3 separate regions of the Anser cygnoides genome follow, and regions 2 and 3 are each linked to region 1. Evidence: chromatin contacts called from public Hi-C data. All regions are on one chromosome and are shown on one strand. The core of a region is the stretch at or near the end of the contact, and the rest is flanking DNA. Distances in the headings are between cores, read along the strand shown.

Evidence for each region. Hi-C and Micro-C count contacts between places; a contact is called where the count stands out from the background.
Region 2: a Hi-C map of liver shows a contact between it and region 1, with 4 times the contacts expected there. The contact joins the enhancer-like site here to the promoter of LOC106046070 in region 1. A contact is called at or near these places in 2 of 7 Hi-C or Micro-C datasets (both in liver).
Region 3: a contact with region 1 is called in a Hi-C map of liver, with 4 times the contacts expected there. The contact joins the promoter of ERI1 here to the promoter of LOC106046070 in region 1. A contact is called at or near these places in 4 of 7 Hi-C or Micro-C datasets (fetal liver, granulosa cells and liver).

The regions. Positions count from the first base shown.
Region 1 is chr4:68,815,690-68,819,228 of Taihu_goose_T2T_genome, reverse strand. It overlaps LOC106046070 (probable E3 ubiquitin-protein ligase HERC3), which reads right to left and starts at 1,964. Exons shown (of 23, transcript XM_048052142.2): 1 at 1,775-1,964; 2 at 1,045-1,177; 3 at 302-378. The coding sequence starts at 1,868.
Region 2 is chr4:69,016,103-69,019,641 of Taihu_goose_T2T_genome, reverse strand. It overlaps FAM13A (family with sequence similarity 13 member A), which reads left to right. Exons shown (of 21, transcript XM_048052161.2): 3 at 137-346. Among named protein-coding and RNA genes, the nearest start is that of FAM13A, 7.4 kb to the left of the region's middle. Within about 2 kb of position 1,916, at least 2 of the 3 cell types and tissues checked have open chromatin away from gene starts, as enhancers often do. A contact at or near this core is called in liver, where this site is marked.
Region 3 is chr4:68,679,229-68,682,767 of Taihu_goose_T2T_genome, reverse strand. It overlaps ERI1 (exoribonuclease 1), which reads right to left and starts at 1,696. Exons shown (of 7, transcript XM_066996347.1): 1 at 1,542-1,696; 2 at 1,060-1,235. The coding sequence starts at 1,622.

The DNA of each region.
Region 1 (3,539 bases), core at 715-3,214:
AAGAGCTCAAACTTTAAAATGTCCAGGTCTGGTGAGCGTAGGGCAGGGCAGCCACGTTTGCTCTCCACGACGCACCTTTGAGGAGGGGTAGTGCTAAGGAATTGGAGAAAGATAGAACTGCAGGTCCCTGGGAGCTGGGAAGGAAGGGCAGAGCTGACAGAGAGCACAGTTTGTGTCACCTATCCATTGCTCATTACTGATGGTGTCACTAACTACTGGACACGGTTCAAGGTCTCCCTTCTGAGCAAGCCTGTCAAATGGGACTCCCATTTGGAGAAAAGGTGTGCATAAAAGAGACTACCTCTGGACAGCGCCATGGAGTGATGGTCCCCACAGGCTATTTGAACAATTTCTCGGTTTCCCAGTTCTTCCACCAGCCTACGAAGATTAGGAAAAAATACCAAATCAAAACAGATGCTCTGCCATGAGACTAAGTAAAAAAAAAGAGGATCCTCTGCTCACCACGTCCTAGGATGTTTAGCAGTATTTACATAGAAAAATATTGGTCATCTCTCAGTTGATTCACCCTGCTCTTATACTAGCTTCCTTCAGTTGCACTAACTGATCTGATTGTGGTTTGCACCAGAGGAAGCTGAAAGAGAATCAGTCTCATCCCTGGGCAAACTAGCAGCAAATTCCATAAGCATACTGCTATGTCATTTGTAGATGCTGGTTACCCTCACAGATTAATCAGAAGGTGGCAAGGTTTATGTGGGCCTGGGTCTTTCACACACAGCTTTCCTAAGCCACATGTAGTTTGCATGTCATTTGCAAACTGGTAAATCTACTTATCCTTACTAAGTTTTGAGAGGAACCTGTACCGTCAGTATCTCAAACAGCTCAGATCTTAGTGTTACCCTCAAAATCAGAACATTTCTTGCTGGTTAAAAAAGAAGAGAAAGTTTTGAGTTTTAGGAATGCAAGTGTTCTTGTTTCCTTTTTACAGTAAGAGCATGCCTGAGTTTCTTGAATGTTACCTTTAGGAAAAGGAGGACGTTCTCTGACCATTGCAATACATACCTTCACCCTGCAAAAGCTTCTTACCTTGGCTTAAAGCAGTTATCCGAAGACGTAGCCCAGTGTTCGGAAAGCTTCCCATCACAGGAGAGAAGGAGCGTATGTGTTTCATCACAGTTTGAACATTTCACCCCCTCCTTTCTCTGCAACTGCACATCTTCTACAGAACAAATAAAGACAGACATGGCAGGAAGCAGGCACCTTAACCATCTCTGCTCCCTCCCCAGTATCTCTGTGTGCTACTGCTTTCACTGAGATTTTCTGCTCCTTGGGAAGAAGTGCAGCAAGCTTAGGCAATATTTTCTCAGGTCACTCAGAGCTTCAGTGTCCTGTGCACTACTTTGTTGTCCACCAGCCACTCTCCTGGCTGTCACTAGAAGACATTTCGCCATCTCTCAGATACAGGCTCTGAAAACAATCACTGACACGTCAGCAGAAGTACACTTACTTTTGCACGGCTGTGGAGAGTGTCCTGGGGAAAAAAGGCTCTTGCTGAGTTATCTGACTGCCCTAGATTTGTCACACGCTTGGGCACAGGTTGTCTCGAAGTCAGATGTTTTACAAGACACTGGAGAAGCAGTAAAATTCACACCTTGGCTGCCCCACCGCCCACCTTTCTCACCTCCCCAGCTTAACCACAGCGTGCAGTCAGGCAGGGGCATCTCTCCCCATCACCCCCGTCTCCTCCCCAACCCCTGGCTCCCGGCGGGGTCCCCGACCCCCCCACCCCCGGTACGCCGCCGGTTCCCCCCCGCACCTCCCGCTGCCTTCGGCCGCTGCTGGGGGCTGCGCTTCTGCTCTCCGGCCCGCTGCCGCTGCCGCTGCCGCTGCTTTTTCCTTCCCCCGGCCATGCCGTGCCAGCAAGCAGCCTGCTACCGCTAGGCTGAGCCCGAGGCAGCTCCTTTATGCCTGCTCCCCGCCCCAGCCAGCCCCGGCCCGGCCGGGAAACGAAACCGAAAGCGAAACCCGGGAGCTCCAGCAGCTGGGGAGGTTCCCGGGATGCTGACGCTTGGAGGCGCTGAGCTGGGAAACGGGGATCTGTGCTCGAAAGGGTTTCCATTCTCACATATTCTCTCCTGCTGTCTGCTAAATCTCCCCCTGCCTCTAAAGGAGAACACGCGCAGGGCCACCTTGTACAATAAATGATACCCGTGTTAGGGATCAAATGCATGGAAAGACATAAGAGCATCTTCATTGTATTCCCAATACCTTTAACTGGTGAACTGAATGCTTAAAAAAAATCATTGCTGCTGAATGCTGAGCACAGACGGGGAGCATAGCAGGGGTAAGGCATGCTGTGAAAGTAGCACTAAGGACGTGATTTTACAGATTCTTACTGGCGTTGAGTGAAATGCTGCAGAAAAAAATAATTACTGAGACAACAGAAGTGTTTAATATGATACATTTAAATGAAGCAGAATGGAGTGAACAAAAAGGCACAGAGAGTCAATATGGTGAAAAATAACGACAGGGTGGAGACATAGGACATAGACCATTGACAGGACTGGGGCGATGCTGTCCAGGGCAGGGCCCAACCCAGGTCCTGCAGCACTCAGCATTAACCAGGGCAGTACTGTGAGGCTTGGGACACCAAAGCACGAACCGCAAAAGCACAGTGAAGTCCCTCTGCACCAAAAGATGAGATAATCTGTCCTCCAAAGACAGCAAAGGAGCTCCAGGCAGAGGCACACGAATGAAGAGACTTGAGGGGAGGAGAGGAAAAGGACAGTCACTAAAGCTCTTTCTTTCCTTTTGGAGCTACATCCACGAAGGTGAAAGTCACTCACGGTACACACCGCAGTTCCCCATCGTCCAAGTACACCTGGGTCCTTGAGCAAAAGCAGTCCCACAATTGGGCTTGCCTTCTCCCCACAGGGGAGCAAACAGCACGTGTCTTTCCCAGCCTGTTGCCTGCAACACTGCGGGGACCTCATCTCCTTCCATGATACATAGGAAGGTCTTTTGACAAAGAAATAGCAAGCTATGGCCTGTGAGGCCAAAGCATCTGCCGCAAAGGGACACTGGAGGTCCCTCTGCACCAAAGCATGAGCTAACGAGTCCTCCCAAAGGAAGAAAGTTGCTACAAGAAGAGGCACAGGAATCACAGAATCATAGAATCATTAAGTTTGGAAAAGACCTCTAATACCATCAGTTCCTACTCCCAAGTCTACCACTAAACCATGCTTCACAGTCCTTCTTTGGACATGCTCCAGCACCTCAATAGCTTTCTTGCAGTGAGGGGCCCAAAGCTGAACACAGAGTGAGGTGCAAGCAAGAGCCAGAGCTGAGTACAGGGGGACAATCACTTCCCTGGGCCTGCTGGCCACACTATTTCTGATACAAGCCAAGAAGCTGTTGGTCTTCCTGGCCATCCGCCCATAGTAGCCAGCGCACTGCTGTCTGATATTCAGCTGGCTACTGATCAACATCCCCAGGTCCTTTTCCGACAGGCAGCTTTCCAGCACTCTTCCCACAGCATTACGTGGGGGTGCTGTGCTCCCAGCGCAGGACCCGGCACTTGG
Region 2 (3,539 bases), core at 667-3,166, 200 kb before region 1:
TATCTTTTTAAACTGCATAGTATTAATTGTCCTCCTTTGTATTGATGGTAGTGTATTATTCACACTAGAATATCTGTTTTATCATATCAATACTGTCTTAGTTCAGACCATCCTCACGTGTAATACATAATTATAGGTATGACCCAAGAAGGTCTCTTCAGGGTAAACGGCAGCATGAAAATGGTGGAACAGTTGCGTCTGCAGTACGAGCGTGGAGAAGAGGTGGAGCTAGTTAAAGATGGCGATGTGTACTCAGCAGCCAGTCTTCTGAAATTATTTTTGAGAGAGTTGCCAGATGGGATTATCAGCTCTGCCTTACAGCCCAAGTTCATTCAGCTTTACCAGGGTAAGTGAGAGGTAAAAATTTCCATCCTTCAGTGTGCTTTCTTTCGGGAGAATTTTATGCAGACATCATAAGCAGTACTCTCTGTTTCTTAGCTTACATACTTTGTTCTGTATTTCCTTTGACTTTAGCTTTAATCTGCTCCCAGGCGTCTCCCAGATGTGCAACTCTGAGTCTTGGCAGAAATCACAATGGCGTTAGAAAAGAGAGAAAACTGTTTCTTGCATATTTGGTAAAATCTGGACTATTTATGCTTTTCCAATCCAGTTATATCTGCAAAATATAAACTGAAATTATCAATTGGTTTGTTAGAGCAAGCTTGTAGACAATAACTGCAGTCTCTCTAGGACACAGGTTTGCTTCTGTTTTGCTAGGGTGATTACTTGGAATTTCGTTCTAATGGACTCTGAAATATTATAACAACGTCATCTGCTAATCACGTTTATTATCCACTGAGCCCCAAAGCACATATTGTCTAAATTTCCAGTTCTCACTGAGGGATGTGATTGACCATTAGAAACAAGCCAGTTTGCAAGTAACAACAGACTTTACCAATCATAGCATAGAATGTACCAATCATAGCATGTTTTTTTAACCTTTAAGTAGTAGATAATCTGTAAGGAAGAACATCACTTCAGCTTTAGAAAGTTGAAACTTGCACAGCTGTTTGCCTAAATGATTTGTTGATCTAATCCATCCGTATTAGTCCGTATTGTTATGCAGACTAGACGGTGGTTGGCCCTGTTCCTGGACCATTTGGGGCAGTGGGAGTTCTTTTGCTGCAGGCAGTTGATGCCTCTTATTGCTGTCTTCCTAAGAAGCTGCGAAGTGAGTGGGTACATGTTACTAGAGATATGCTCTTTACAGTAAAGCAGGCAAATAGGATACATGTAGAGGAGGAACGATGTAGAGGAACATCCTCTGAACAGATCCCCAGTGGAAGACAGTGCAAAGTTTTCACACTGTTGTCCTCAGGTTTTCCTCCCACTTTTTTTGGCCTGCAGTGGAGATGAAGTTTAGTTATTGCCTGGAGCAGGGAGAACACAACCATGTTTTCTCTTCCTTTCCTGTCTGGGGCTCTACAGACTGTTAAGGGTGTGCTGGAGAAGAACTCTGCCTTTCCCTAAGTGCAGTCAATAAAGTAATAAACAGGTTGTATGTGGGCTGTGTAAAATACCTTTCTCTGTAAAATATCATTTAGTAAAGTTGTCTGGGGCCCAAGGACAGGGTTCAGGAAGTGCTGGGTAGGAAGGTGCCGTTGTTTCAGAAAGTCCCTTTTTTAAATTTTTTTGGTCATAGCTGTGCTTTCTTTTGGATCTCTTAGATTTAACCATGTCTGACTCATGAGATGCATTTGATTATGTTCCTTCACTTAAATCACTTTAAGTGGAAATTTTGTATAAGTTGCACGTTCCCTGTTCTGCATCCCTGTCCCACAAAGGTCATATCACTGTATTGCGCCAGAAACTATTGATGTACTTTGTGAACTGTGCTGTTTGTGGAAAGTCTCATTCATTCTTGCTTCCCACAGGAAATAGAAAATTCCCCCAGTGATTTCTATGGAAATGAGATACATATCCATACTTAGCAGACTTAGCCACCAAGCTTTGTTGTTTCAAAAAAAAGTTACTGGTGTAAATCACAAACCTGGTTCTCCAAAAGTCTGTTTAGCTGTGATGTACCTTTACAGTTAAGTTTGCATGTATTGTACAATAATCTCTAGTTCTAGTTCCATTATATTTTTTATTAGGGTTAGCTGTTATGGCAAGGGGAAGGTTTTGGTTAAGTTTGAAGAAAAATCAGTTGTTTTTTTTCATGTGCTGGAAAATGTATCATAAATTGCTCTGAAAGGCACTGATTACTTTCGTAGGGTTCAGATTAGTTTCAGTGGTAGATGAGACTGTGTTTACAGTTAAATGATCAACCAACTGTGCAGGATTGGCAGAATTATCTATTCACTTATCAAAGTATGTGCAAGGGTATTTGTTGCAAAATGGTACCAACAGCAAGCATGCCTGAGTGTTCTTTTTGTAAACTATGAAGAAAGTAGGTCAAGGTGTTTCTGAGCCAACAGGTTATTAAAAAATAACTTTGAATCTGGAGCCACTTCACTCTATGTCTACAGTGAAGGCAGTTACAAACTCTGTTACAACCTCTGTATTCCCTCCTGTTGAAGCTTTGTAATTATTTTAGAATTCCTTTGGAATATTTTCAGGGTTTGGTATCAGCATCTTTTAAATCAGCTAAAAGTTTGGCCTGAGAATAATACACAATTACTTTCCTTCCTATAAAAAATGTTAGGGAGTGATTCCCCCAGTTAAAAATAGCTGGAGTGAAAACTACAAATCTTACCTGAGATTGTAATCCTTTTTAAAGCAGGGTATAGTCCACATTACCAAACCAAAGAGTAAATGATCTGCCCTTTATTGAAAAAGAGAAATGTGATACGTTGGTAGTTCAGGAAGTCCACACAGCTGGTTTGGCATGCTACCAGAAGCCTGTGCAACAGCAGTGTGAAATGTGCATGCTGCCCCTAAATCCTGACGCAATGCTGTTTATATAAATATTCAGAGTAATTCCAAGACTATGCAGTTCCAGAAAACATCACGTAGCGTATCCTATGGACAGTCTGCTGCGTCCTGACCTCCTCTCTCTACCCTTGAAGAAGCGCAGTGACACTGGGAGTTGAGAAGGGCCTCCATCTGTAAATGGTGTTGATTGGAGATGTGTAGCAAGTACAGGCTAGGGACACACTGGTAATGATCTTTGTGTTGACTGGTCTCCTCAGAGTGCTTGACAAATATGAACGTTGCTTTTCGCAGGGGATCCTGGGGTCAAAATTGTCCACTGCAATCTGTTCTGTGGCTGCAGTTTTGCTGGAGAACAGGGCTGTGCCTGCCCAAGCAAAATGGGCCGTGCTTGCAGACCAGTGAAAGCCCTGGATGACTGAAAGATACTTCTTTCAGAAAACTCATTTGGAAGTAATCGGTAGCTCCTGTACAGAAATCTGTTTGAGCTTGTTTATTCCTTCTGGCTTTTCATTTCTTATCTTTTATAACCCAATCACTGACTCTTAAGACATTTGTACATACTAAGAACAAGCTCTGTATGCACAGCTCTTACCCCTTTCACAGGTCACTTGCTTTTAGCAAGGCAGATTGCTGTTATCCTTTTTAGCATGCAGAAAGTTTTTCCA
Region 3 (3,539 bases), core at 447-2,946, 140 kb after region 1:
AAACACGTCATTTGCTATTTGATTTCTGCTTGGTAATTTTAGATCAGAATAAATGCTGAATAGCCATACAAATCCAGTCTGCTTCACTATAAATTTTATCACATAACGGTAAATAATTTCCTCCTGAGAAGCCAAATTCATTTAATTAAAGGAGGAATTAGAAAAAGTCATTCAGCTAGCACATTAGAAGACAGACAGGGTGGAGGTGGCAGGCTGCACTTCCCGTGCACAGCTCCTCCCCTGCCTTTTTGCTTTCCAAATGAATCTCTGCTCCTTCTGTCTTTTTTGTCTGGGCATTATTTCTCCTAGTTTTCATCTTCTCTGGAAAGCTCGACTTTTCCCTCCAGCCTTATTCCATTGCATCCTTTGTACTCCTCCTGCCTTTAGAGCATCCTAGCTCCAACTTCTGACTTTGCTGACTCCCAAATACCACCGCTACTCCCTTATTACTGTTGCCAACAGAAACACACTTTGTTTTTCCCAGCTGACTTCCGTATTTCCTATGCAGCAGGAACCACTCTCTGTAAGCCTAGCCCCTTCCTCTTCCTCCTCCCTGAGCACAAGCTCAGCTTACCGTACATTCACCTACTCCCAGTATTCTCTCACACCCTGTCAGATTAGCAAGCAGCCCACCTAAGCCTAACTGTTCTCTGCATCGATGACATTCCCAGACCTACCACGACAGAGGTTTTAGCCAACATCACAGCCATACTGGTAAATAAGATTTTTTTTTGAAGTGGGCTTCTCACCGCTCCAGGTTTGCAGTGCCGCCCGAGAACCCATGCCGTTCTCCAGACCTGCCTTTCCCCCTTGTACAAACACGTGGCGAGGTGTGACTTAGTTACACATTTCTTCATGTCTGCATTACCAGTTGAGGCACATCTGAGACCACGTTAAGCAGTATCACATCCGCTAACCCTACAAGAAAAGCTCCATCGAGACCGCACATAGAACACCTAGGGGTTGATGGCATGTCTCCTTTTCACTTTGTGGCGCGTGTTTAAACCTTAAAATAATCATGCTCAAGGGTAAATCAGAAGGGCTGAGACTTGGCCTGACCTGGTTTCAAGTTTGAACTCTGCAAGTTTACTTCTAAGCTCGTCTCGGGTCATTCTGTTGATGTAGCCATTGGTCATGGCGATTTCCTTGTACACGGGGTCGCTGAAGTCACTCTGACTGGAAGCTGGGCTTTTCCCCTTAGTTCCTTGATCGCCCACCCCGCTGTGCTGCTTGCCCTGGGAGGAAAAAAAGATCTGAAAGTCAAAACGGATGGTGGATTTTATGCATAGTTTTGGTATGTAAACACATTAAAACACCGCACCGTTCCACTCGTGACCAAACCGAGTGCTTAACTAGCTTATAGAGAGGTAAAAAAAAAAAAATATTAACATTGAGGCCTGCCGGCCGGGCGCCCGAATCACCACAACGGCAGCGCGGCGGGGCGGGCTCCGCGCATGCGCCATGTTGGGTGGCGGCAGCGGCCGCACCGCCCGCCCCGACCGGCCCCGGCCCCGGCCCCGTCCCCCCGGCCCGGGGCTCACCGGCGGGCGGGCGGCGGGCGGCGGCTGCGGGCGGGCGGGCTGCGGGCGGTTCTCCTTCTGCTCCTCCTGCTGCTCCTCCATGGCGGCGGCGGCGGCGGCAGTGCCCGGGGAGGCGGGCGGAGCGGCGGGGCCGCCCCCGGGGCGGGGAGAGCGGGTGAGGCGCGGCCCCGCTCCCGTCTGCCAGCCCCTGAGGGGAGCGGGGGCGGCCTCAAATCCTGTCAGGCTGTGGGGTGCCGCCGGCCCTTCGCCTTGGTGCTCCGAGCGGTAGCAACGCGGTAACAACGCGACCTGCTGGCCTCACAAACGTGGCATGCCCTAAACCCAAGAGATAAAAAGCTTCCCCAGAAGTTTCTTCACAGGATTACCGGATGGTTGAGGTTGGAAGGGACCTCTGGGTGTCACCTAGCCCAACCTCCCTGCTCAGGCAGGCTCACCTCTATCAGGTTGCCCAGGACCACATCCCAGGTGGCTTTTGAAGATCTCCAAGGAGGATCTTGAAGATCTCCACAGCTTCTCTGGGCAAGGTGTTGCAGTGCACCGTCACCCACACGTCACAGAAATCCTTCCTGCTGTTCAGACAGAACCCCCTGTGCTCCAGTTCGTGCCCACCGGCTCTTGTTCCGGCACTAGGCACCACCTAAAAGAGCCTGGCCCTGTCCTCTTTGCGCCCTCCCTTTAGGTATTGATGGTGACAAGATCCCCCCAGAGCCTCCTTTTCTCCAGGCTGAACAGCCCCGGCTCCCTCAGCCTTTCCCCATAGAAGATGTGCTCCAGTCCCTTCATCATCTTTGTGGCCCTACACCAGACTCTTTCCAGCAACCCCGTATCTGTCCTGTACTGCGGGGCCCAAACTGGACTAGGCACCCCAGATGCAGCCTCACCAATGCTCAGCAGAGTGGATACATCACCTCTCTTGACCTGCTGGCAACAGATTGCCTAATGCAGCCCAGAGTACCGTTAGCCGCTTTAGTGGCACATTGCTGACTCAATGCCTTGTTGGAGTGGGCAATAGTACAAAGATATTAAACCAAACAAGGGACTCCGTGCTCATAGATTCATTGAAACAGGTCAGGTTGTCAGCTCAACTCCAAATCTCTTGATGATTTCACGAGTTATTTGCTAGCAATGCTTCTAAAAGCTCTGGCTCAATTCAGGAACAGGGATGTGGTGAAGAAACCCAGCAGCCCTGATGCAATGCCTGAACCTGCAGCCTGGTGCATGGACAGGAGAAACTCACAAGGAGATCCAGCCAGAGCAGAAGCTAGGCATCAGTCTGATGGGGACTGATGTTGGCCAGACCCTGTGCATATGGCCACCCTGTAAGAGCCAACGATCCTGACGGGTACAAAAGGCTTGTCCAAACACTAGTTCACTGTCAGCTATAAAGGGGAGTCCCAGAATCCTAGGGAGGGTCATGTTGGCTGGCATCCCTCATCCACTCTGATCCTGGCCAGACCCTACGGGCACACAAATCTTGGTGATTACAAGAGCACGTGTGTGAGTGGAAACAACTGAAACCTGCAAAAGAATGTGAAAGAGAGTAAAATGCACTTGTCAACCTACGGCTGTAAGGAAAGCCACCCAGATAGAAAGCTCACCCAAACGGTTTTGCTGCATTAGCCACCAGCAGAAGTAACAGCATCGTTTCCCGGTAGCATCAGCCAGGCCCCACCTCCAGGCAGGCCTGGGCACATTTACTGAGGAAGCCAAAAAACGTTTCTGAGCATTTGCAGTCAAACCTACTGCCAGAAGCCTGCAGGAGAGCATAACAAAGGCTCCTGGGGGCTTGGCAGTGACACATATGCTCCAAAGTCCTTTTGAGATCCCTACTTTTTTTTTCTTTTGTTTTTTAAAGACACTGCTTGTCTTGACCAACCAATATGTGCTTTCTGTACAACAAGGAAGAGCAGATATCCCTATTGCTCTGGTGTTTGCAACCAGCAAAGCAGGTTTGAAAGCCAGTGTTGTTGGCAGGGTGCGGGGACAACGGGACTCCAC